2 separate regions of the Gossypium hirsutum genome follow, and region 2 is linked to region 1. Evidence: chromatin contacts called from public Hi-C data. All regions are on one chromosome and are shown on one strand. Each heading gives the region's core, a stretch centred on a gene start, on an enhancer-like site or on the middle of the called end of the contact. The rest is flanking DNA. Distances are from core to core; before and after follow the strand shown. Region 1 holds the start of LOC107949638 (copper methylamine oxidase). Region 2 holds the start of LOC107949627 (phosphatidylinositol transfer protein 3).

Evidence for each region. Hi-C and Micro-C count contacts between places; a contact is called where the count stands out from the background.
Region 2: a Hi-C map of anther shows a contact between it and region 1, with 2.9 times the contacts expected there. The contact joins the promoter of LOC107949627 here to the promoter of LOC107949638 in region 1. A contact is called at or near these places in 3 of 34 Hi-C or Micro-C datasets (anther and leaf).

The regions. Positions count from the first base shown.
Region 1 is chrD03:43,291,829-43,297,229 of Gossypium_hirsutum_v2.1, reverse strand. It overlaps LOC107949638 (copper methylamine oxidase), which reads right to left and starts at 2,012. Exons shown (of 12, transcript XM_016884372.2): 1 at 1,318-2,012; 2 at 623-732; 3 at 178-483. The coding sequence starts at 1,567.
Region 2 is chrD03:43,636,635-43,642,035 of Gossypium_hirsutum_v2.1, reverse strand. It overlaps LOC107949627 (phosphatidylinositol transfer protein 3), which reads right to left and starts at 3,270. Exons shown (of 9, transcript XM_041090184.1): 1 at 3,076-3,270; 2 at 2,627-2,860; 3 at 2,003-2,505.

The DNA.
Region 1 (5,401 bases), core at 763-3,262:
AAAGTTTTTAAATATTTTTGAAAGGCCAAACATCCATACACATGTAAGTAGGAAAATTCAAGGGATATAAAGAGTCTTAAACAACATAACACTTGACTGCAAAAAGTCTAGAATTCTAAAATCTAGCAAATGGGAAAAACATAAAGTACAACTGTCCATGCAATGAGATAGATTTACCATAGGAGGCTGAACATCTGGTACAACTTGAGATGATATTACTTTTCCCCTGTGATGCCCTCCTCGAGTTACTGCATGTACTTCAGATAACTCAACAATCCATATACTTGTTTCATTGGACTTCTTGTTATAGACAACCAATCTAGCTCGCCTGAGAGGGAGCTTGGTAGGTATCACTGGGCCATTTTTGGTCCTGGGAAGTAATGAGGGTTGGAAAGGTGGGAAGAAATAAGCATCTGCCAGAGCAACAACATGCTTGTCTGGCTCCAAAAGAACCACTTCAACGAAGCGCATGCTGTCTCTTACCTTGAAAAAGAAAAATAAGAATATTACTTATCTCAACATTTTAAACAACATAGAAACATCAACAAATCTTAAGCACATTGGTTTAGAAATGATAGAATGGAGGACAACAAAATAAAGGCATTATATAGAAATTAGCAACCTCAGGAGTGGCACCAGCAGCTCTGACAGTAGCAACTGCAACAGAGATCTCAGCAGCAGATAAAGGGTCCAAAGGATGACTGGTTTGAGGCCTTGTAAAGATTTGGATGCCTGCACAATCAAACAAGCAATCTTATTGAACACTATAGAGAGAAAAATCCTTGTCGACATCAGAGTGCTAAATAACTAAATACCAGCATAACTCTCAAACACGTTCGATTAAACACAAAATTCTTGAAGTTATTCACTTGAAATTTTTTTAGGAAAAAGAAATCGGTCAACAAGCAGCAGAGCAAATAAAAATAAAAGGTCAAAGTGAAGCATTAAGTAATGAATTGATAGTCCTTTCTCGAAATAAATCTTACACTTTCAAGATTCTTCCAATATAACTATAAAAGATAGATAAATAAAAGAAAGAAATATACATGCATTTGGTACAAACTAAACCGTAGTTAATTCCTTTTTTTTTTCAAAAAGAATATATATATCGAAGTCTGAAACTTTAGTTCATGATATTCGTGGATGATTAATGCACGAGGAACGATGCAGAAAATAAAAAAGTCCGAAAAACATGAGATGATAGAAAAAGAAATACATAACAACATGTAAAACGGCTAGGATCTAAATTGAGGATCATCTGAAACGCCGACACATTTCTTACAACAATGAAAGAGACAGGGGGAGAGAGAGAGATGCCTTTGGTGGAAGTATCGGGAAGAGAATCAACGGGGCGAATCAAGGACGCCATGGCAGCTTTGGTGACGCTGCTATCGTCGCGGCGATCCGTAGAACCGAGGGTCCACTCGTGCAGCAGATTGGAGGCGGTGGCGGAGGCAGATGAAGAAGCAGGAGGCGCGGCGGAAACAACGGAGTGCGATGCGCAACATGAAGAAGGGGAAGAAGATGAAGAAGAATGAAGCGTCGTCTTTTTCTTAGCTGAGGCCATTGTAAAGGGTTTGCAAGCTCGCCAAATCCACCGCAGTAAGTCTCAATACAATCTACTGACATACAGCAAAACTTTCTCAGTCGACTCTCTCTGGCTCTCCCTCTCTCTTCTATCTATTTCTCCGTTGGAAAGAAGCTTCAAGAAAATACAAGAAAATTTAAAAGAGAAAAAAATGAAGCAGAAATAACCAAGGTCAGATCAAATAGTGGTGAGTTGAGTGGCAATAAACTCTAATTCTAACGACAAAGGAGCGTTTGTTCATCGGGAGAAAGAAATGTGAAGAGAAAAAGGAAACCAGAACCAGAAACAAAACAAAAGGAAAAAGGAAAAAAATAATCAATGGTAGAGTTGGATAGACGGAGAAAAAGTAAGGGAATGGAAGGGCTTTATATACTATTCTACTCCTATTCCTATATAAGAGAAAGTACAGAAACCACGTGCATCCATCTCACTCTCAACCCACACCCTCTATTGATTTATTGGACGGGAGATCATAGGTGACCTGTTTAACTCTTTTTTGTTAACGCCAGATAATAACAAAACTAAAACTGATGGTGGTGGTGGTGGATATGGGCCATAAGGCGATGGCCCTACTTTTGTTTTATGTTTTTGTAGGATTTTGGGTGGGGAGCTTATAATAATGATTTATAAGAGGGATCATTTTCAGTGGATAAGGGGTGATACATACACTGATAGGAGGATCCTAATGTTAGCCCTGATAAGGCCGTACAACTTCCTCTTATTTATTTATAAGGACTTAATTTCTCTATATTCACTTTTACTTGTGGGCTACGGCCCACGCCACTGCATTCTTTACTTACTCTTATTTTACTTTTAGGATAAACTACCCTCATTCTTCTTTTCATCACTCTAAATTTTTTTTATCACTCTGATTAAGATAATTGTTCGAACTGCTCACAGTTATTAAAAATTTTATTGATCTACTAATGGATTGCTAACGTGGTATTTTTTTACTTTTAACTAAAATTAGGTACCTCTACATAATTATTCCAAATTTTTTTTTTTTAGTTTATTTACAACGTGAAGATTTTAATAGTGGCATTGTCCTTTGAATCCTCTCTAAGAAGAGGGAATCCAATTACGGCGACAATGAATCATGACCATAACCCCACTCTTTCTGATGAACCCATTTTTCAGTATAACACCATCGATCACCCTATCGCCATCAATGGCCATGACAATATTGTCTCTATTGTTACTTCAAGTAAAATTTATCTCTTTTTACTTCTATTTTTTTGTTTGTTTGATTTTTTTTTACAATTTTATATTTGAAAAATTAGATTCTTTTTACAATTTTTTACAATTCAACTGTTTCATTTTTTTTTCTTTTGGAGGATTTAACTTTAATAACTAGATGATGCTTTTTGAAGTTTGTTTCAAAATTTATGAAATCAAATTCAAACATAAAATAACCAATATGTTATAGTGCTCTGGATAACTGTAGGAAGCGAAATACGAAAAAAGGTTGAAAGGAATTATCGCACAACTTGTTTTAGGAGATTAGTTCTTCAATCCTCTGTAACATTTGTAATAGGTTTTTTTTTTCTAAATTGCAAAAAAAATATAATTATCAAACCAACCAAAAAAAAAGTAATCAAGAGTAGTTTTACTTGAAGTAACAGTAGAGACAACATTGCCATGATCGTCGGTGGCGGTAGGGTGGCTAAGTGGTGTTATTGTTAGAATTGTGTGACCCAAATTCTAAGAGATTGCTTGCAAGTCAAGTTAAACAAAAATATATTTTCTTTCTAGAAGATTTAGTATTTATTAGTATAATATATTTAGCATTTATTAGTATAGTTTATTTGACTTACTAATTTAGCCTATAAATAGGCTCCTTTACAATCTTAGAAAAAGAGACACCCATTAGATTAGAACTCATAACACATTCAGAGAATTTTGTGTTTACGTTTTTCGGGTTCTTTGTTTTTCGGGTTTTCGGGGTTTAGTTTTTATCTCCATCTTTTTTACTCTTCATTCTTTTGCCATTATAGTAAAATTATCTTTGCCCGTGGTTTTTTATCCTCTTTTGAGGGGTTTTTCCACGTTAAATTTGTGTGTTCATCTTCTCAATTTCTTCTACTATTTTTACTTGTTCGTTGCTTATTCGGGACGATCCTAACAGTTATACTGGCAAATGGACTCATCGGAAAGGGTGGGTCCATAGTTATGGTTTGCCGTCACCGTCGTTGGATTCCCTCTTTTTATAGAGGATTCAAATATTGATAATGCTACCATTAACATCTTCATGTTGCAAATAAATAAATAAAAATGTTTTGGACTGATTATAAAAAGGTCCCTAGTTATAGTCAAAAGTAAAAAAAAAAGTCACGTCAACAATCTGTTAATGGATTAACAGAATTTTAACGACAGTGATCAATTCGAGCAATTATCTTAATTAGAGTGACTAATTGACAAAAGAAATTAGAATGACCAAAATAGAAATGACACTATTTTAGAGTAACATGTGGTGCAGTTTACCCCTGTTTCTATAATGGTGGTAATCAAATAATATCACTCTTAATTATTTTTATTGTTTGGAATATCCCTACAAAAAATTAATTAATTGAGAATTAAATATAGTATTATTATTTGATGCATCAATGGTGGAGTTTTTAAACTATACAAGAGGGATTAAGATGTCACCATATGTCCAATTTAGCTTAAAGACATTTGGCAGTATTTTAACACCACTTGTGGAGTTACAAAGACATTGCTAGTGTATCAAATAATTATCCTTAGACATAATAATATAATAATTAAATTGAAGCTGTATTTTGTATTGGATGGTATGAGAGGAAGATATTTTTATTTTTTTCTTATACAATGCCTACTTCTACCCAAAACCTTTAAATCAAAGGAAAGGAAAAGAGTGCGTAAATCTAACTACAATGTAGAATCCAACCAATACAATTCACAACAGACGAAGAACTAAGCAAAAACTGGATTAATCTAAAAAGAGTCAAACAAAACCCACCTAAGGCACATGGTGGAAAGGAAACCCACACATTGCAATTGCAAACAAAAATATTTGAATCCGAACCTTTAAGATTTGAGACCTCAACTTTTGTCAACAGTGTCAATGCATCATTGACTCAATCAACTGTATTTTTATTCGTAATATTAGTGAAAAAGTTTTCAACAACATGAAATTTAAATTGAAGATATTACTGATTTGTAATTATTTTGTTTTTAATTTGTTATTGGATTATATTGAATGATCATTTTTGTTCTTATGTATCAACACTGAATAATCTTGAGCTTTCCTGTAACAAAATCTTGCTTTATATAAGATGAATATTATGTTAAAAAAATGAAATTGATCTATTTTTACTTGTCTTCATGATTTTATGGCAATGTTGAAGATTTGTTGATGCAATAGCCGAGTAGTAATCTGAATTTTGATATAGAAATTTCTTTTATTTTTAAATTTTAAATATAATCGATTTAAACTTTATAAATTCTTCTCAAAATTAACTTGTTTAATTGGGTTGAGTTTATGATAATATATTTTTTAATTTTATAATAGTTTATTTTCATAACTGAAATAAATAAGATTAAATCATCTAATTGTATTATAAAAATAATATGAAATAAATAAAATAAAAATATTTAAAAATTCAAGTTCTTAAAAGTAATAAAAATAAAATAATATTCAAATAAATTTAAAATGAATCCAACTTTTTAATCATTATTTTAATACTCAATTATTTTTTAAATACTTTTATATACAAAAAGCTAATAATTTTGTTAAGGGGAGGGAGATGGGGCTGCTATGGAAATAGCTAATAATAATTTGATTCCATGAAATCA
Region 2 (5,401 bases), core at 2,021-4,520, 340 kb before region 1:
ATGATGAAAATCTCACTCAAATTATTGATACAAAGATCTAGTTAAATTTGGAGATTGATAAAGACGAAATGTATTGGGAACAAAGAGCAATGGCGAATTGGTTAAAAGTAGGGGACAAAAACACAACTTTCTTTCACAATTATGCTTCTTGTCATAAGAGAAGGAACTTGATTTGATGTTTGGTGAATGAAGATGATAGGGAAACAAAAGATAAGGGTGAAGTGGAGGAAATTGCTCGAAGGTATTTTTAAAATCTTTTTTCCTCAAGTGGTGTCAAAAATTTTACTCATATTCTTTCAGAGGTTGAGCTATCGATCTCAAATGAAGTGAATCAAAGGTTATTATCTTTTTACTCAATGGATGAGGTTCTTACGACTTTAAAGGAAATGGGGACAACTAAGGCTTTTGGGGATGATGAGTTTTTAACTTTGTTCTTCCAAAGGTGCTGGCATATTCTGGGAAGTGACGTCTCACACTTTTGTTTAAAAATCCTAAATGAAGGTATGGGTCTTGAACCACTAAATCTTACTAATATTGTGTTGATCTTTAAATGTCCTAATCCAAAAAATCTAGGTAACTTTAGGCCTATTAGCTTATGTAAAGTTCTATACAAGTTGATAACGAAGATGATTTTGAATCGGTTCAAAAATGTGTTAGAGTTGTGTATAGATAATGCTCAAAGTGTTTTTTTTCCTGGGAGGTTAATTTCAGATAATGTGCTTTTAGCTTGTGAGATCTTGTATACTCTTCGTCAAAAGAGAGTGGGGAAAAAAGGGTTTATGGCTTTGAAATTAGATATGAGCAAAGCTTATGACAGAGTTGAATGTCAATTTTTGAGGGAGATGATGATGCATATGGGTTTTAATGTGAGATGGATTGATGCTATTATGAGGTGTATATCTTTAGTTTCATACTTGGTCACTGTGAATGGAAAAATTGGTGAGAGATTTAGACCTAGTCGAGGGCTTCGGTAGGGAGATCCTTTAAGCCCTTTCCTCTTCTTAATTTGTAGTGAGGGTCTATCAGCTCTTATGAGGTTAACTATGGTTGATGGGTTGCTAAGAGGCACTAAGGCAAGTAGGAGTGGACCTTAAATTTTTCATTTTCTATTTGCAAATGATTGTATTCTTTTCGGAGAAGTTACTGCTAATGGAGCACATACGTTAAAAGTGGTGCTAAGGGAGTATGAAAGATGCTCAAAACAATGTGTAAATTTTGATAAATCCACCATCTTTTACAACTTAAATACAAATTAGGGTGATAAACAAATTGTGTCTAGTATTCTAGGTATGAGATTGTCTAACAACCCTAAAAGATATTCAGGGTTGCCCAATATGGTAGGTAGATGCAAAAAGGCCTCTTTTCAGTTTCTTAAAGATTGATTTAAGCAGGGGATAGAAAATTGGAGTACTAGATTTCTATCCCAAGGAGGTAAGTTTTCATAAAATCAGTTTTGCAAGTTATCCCTAATTATTCGATGGCGTGTTTTTTTACTTCTTAAGTCATTTTGTGGCGAGTTGGAGAATATCATGGCAAAATATTGGTGGCAAAAAGGTCCTAGTAAAAAATGCATTCATTGGTGTGATTGGGAAAACTTGTGCGATTCAAAAGATTTTAGTGGGATGGGATTCTGTAGTCTTACTAGATTTAATATCACATTATTGGCAAAACATGGGTGGTGTCTTATTAATTATCCCAATTCACTTTTAGCTCGTGTATTAAAGGAAAAATATTTTTGAAATTTATACTTTTTGCATGCAGGGCTAGGTAATTTACCTTCGCTTACCTAGAAGAGTGTGTGGGCTGCTAAAAGGCTCTTACAAAGTGGGTTCTGTTGGAGAGTAGGTTCAGGGGAAAGAATTTCTATTCAAAGTGATGCGTAGCTTCCTAGTTTTGCTTGTTACAGAATTCACAAGTTAGTTAGCAATGAGGAGATAGTTTGGGTATCAGACTTAATTGACAATTTTGATAGGAAATGGAAAGCAGATCTGATCAACAGTACCTTTTTAGAGTAAGTTGCGACAAGGATCCTCCAGATTTCTTTAGGACAAGAAGTTCACAATGACATGCTGGTGTGGAGGGGTGAGTCATCTAGGGAATTTTTTGTTCGAAGCGCTTATAAACTATTACATAGAAGTGCTTTTTTCTCGAATACAAATTCTAGACAAGATGATAGCACTGATTTCTACAAGAAATTATGGAAATTACAGATCCCATCTAAAATTAAAATTATGCTATGGAAAACTTCTTGGTATTTTCTTCCTACTTTGGCTAATTTATTTTCCAGAAGGTTGGTGGTGAACGTGTTTTTTCCCAGATGCAAGGGTCTAGTGGAAGACCTCGTCCATATTTTCCGAGACTGTCCTATAATAGTGGAGGTATGGGTTCACTTAAATCTTACCTGGAATTTATCAAATTGAGTTATGAATTATTGGGAGTGGATTACCTGGATTTTTAGAAGAAGTACGGACAAGTAATGCAGGACGTTCTGTTGCTCCATATGGGCTATCTAGACAAATAATAATCAATTAGTGCATGAAAGGAAACAGTCTACTGGGAAGGAAATAGGCGAACGGGTAGTTCGTTATATCAAAGAACTCGAAGGGATTGAAGAAAGAAAGATTACTAGATTGGAAGGAAATGAGGAATGGAACCCCTCAACAAATTTGTTGATCAAAATCAACTTTGATGCTTCCTTCAATCAAACACAAGCCAGACCGGGTTCGGGGGTTGTTGCTAGAAACGCATTGGGTGAGATTGTTGCCTCTAAAATGATTCTCCACACGGTGGTTGCGTCGCCTTTTACGGTGGAAGTTTATGCTTGTCTCCAAGCATTGCTTTTAGGACAGCAGTTAAAGCTCTGAGTAGTGATAGCAGAGGGCGATGCAGGGACAATAATAAAAAAAATGTCAGACAAATCTTTAAGACAAATCAGAAATAGGAGCTATCATTCGAAACATTCAACAGATAAAATGAGGATTTCAATGGATCTAGTTCAAGCATGTACCCAGATCTACAAATGCTCTTGCACATTGTTTGGCCACTGAAAGTTTGAAGAGGGATAGAGAAGATTACCTGGAAGGAGGAGTACCAGATTTCATTGTTGAAACTGTGGGAAGAAGGAGACTGAGAGAACTTAACTGGGGGTGGATGCTGTGACAATGTTCTGGAAGGGATAATGACAATTGATAGGGTTTGATTTTGGAAAGTTGCTAGCTTTTGGAAACTGGACCGTTTGAGGCGATAAGGTTGAGAATATCTTGGGAGTGTGTGCCAGTTGGTGTATTCAATTGGAAATTGTTTTATTTTGGGCTTTCATTTCGTAATAGTGGGCCAATATGCATTTGTTTGCATTTTGGGCTGGCTTAGGATCTGCTCAAGTTTGAACTTGGTCTCTTTAATTTGATTGTGTTACTCTTATTTTGAATAAATTCCAGTCGGGTATTTCTAAAAAAAAATTCACTTTTTAAGATAAGTGAAATTTAAAACTTTTAAGATATAATTTTAATTATTATTATATTAATCCAGAAGTCTTTTAATGAATTTAAATTCTTATTCTTTTATTTGATAATTTAAGATTAAATAATTCAAACGATTATATATACTTTCGAAAATAAAAGATTATATATATTAATATCATACATATCATATATCATATATTGTTGAGACAAGTTTTTTAAGTGATTTAGTAATTGGTAGACAGAAGCGATTATTTCCATCGACTTTATTGAGTAATTCATTGAGTAAACATGTGAGTTTGTCGTATACAAATTCATTGAGTAATTCAACATCAATAATGTCATTCAAGCTATTTCGATCACATAGCATCATCAAATATAAAAACATCGTTATCCCATTTATTCATAGATTTGGATAACCTGATAAACTATAGCAAAAGTAACTCAGATACTCAAGTAACCGTCTTAGAGAGCACCGTAGTGCTGAACAAGGGCACAAATGTGCATACAAGGGCACCATAGTGCGAACAGAATAAGCGTGCAACTAACCCTATTGGCATGCCAATCGTATCCTAATCGTTTACTACATTCAAACTGATGGTTATACAAGATTCAGAACATTTACAATATAGGAGCACTTCCACATTTTTAGAGCACATATCAAAATCAGGTCATTATCATTCAATATCTCACATGAATCATATTATTCAAGAATACAAGGCATAATATTAGATCCTTAATCCTTTCTCACCTTTAGTACTGAATTATAAACATTTCAAAATTTCAATCTATCATTACAGAAATATTCACAATTAAATCAAATTCAATACATAAAAGTATATGATTATACCCTATGAACTTACCTAATATAACCAACTATCGAATTGGGTCATAAGGACTATTCCACAATTTTTCTTTTTCCTCACTTATCAATCGGTTGTTCAATTCTTGATCTAAATAATAATTAAGTTCAAAATATCAATTCCATATACCATATAACACTCAAATTCATACATATGACCTATTAATTTTATTTTAAAGAATTTCCCTAAACTTTTACATTTTATTCCATTTATTCCTTAAAACCGAAACCTTTATAAATTTCACATTTAAACCCACAATTTCAATCCGATTACATACTCATACCTGTACAATTCTCAATCATTTAAAATTACAGAAATTTCATGCTAAAGTCGACATACTTTCATTTTAGTCCTTGAACTCAAAACTAATAAAAATCACTTTACAAATTAGTCTTATTTAACAACCAAGCTTACAAATCTACTAGTAAACATCAATAACTTCCATAACTCACTAATGGAAACTTTTAAAACCTTTAAAAATTTTATGAAATAGTCACTGGGCTAGCTAGATTAAGCTACAACGTTCTCAAAAACATAAAAATTAGCTTACATGCAAGGAGACAAGTTGGCAGAACCTTGAAGCTTCAACAATGGTGTTCTAATATTTTTCTTTTCGGTGGAAAGTCCAAATGAAGACGATGATGTTTATGTTTTATTATTTTAACCATTATTAATATTATTATAACATGATTTAACATAAAATAATTAAGGGAAAATAAAAACTAACTGTACAAAACATTTAAAAGGTGGTAAATTTCCACATTAGACCTTAAATAATTATTAATTAAATCTTTTAGTTTTCAAAAATCAATATGTATAAACTCTTATAATTTTTACGATTTAGTCCTTATACTTTAATTAAATAACAAATCACTAAAATTTTCAGACCAAACTTCATTTCACCAATATAATATCTTCGTAAATATTCAATGGAAATGTTTAAGGGCCCGATTTATAGAAACAAAGTCTCGATACCTCATTTTCTAAAATAACTGACTTAAAGGTCAAACCACTTGTCCTTTGACCACTTGTCCAATTAACAAAATTTAACAAATTAAATTCAATATACACTATATTTAA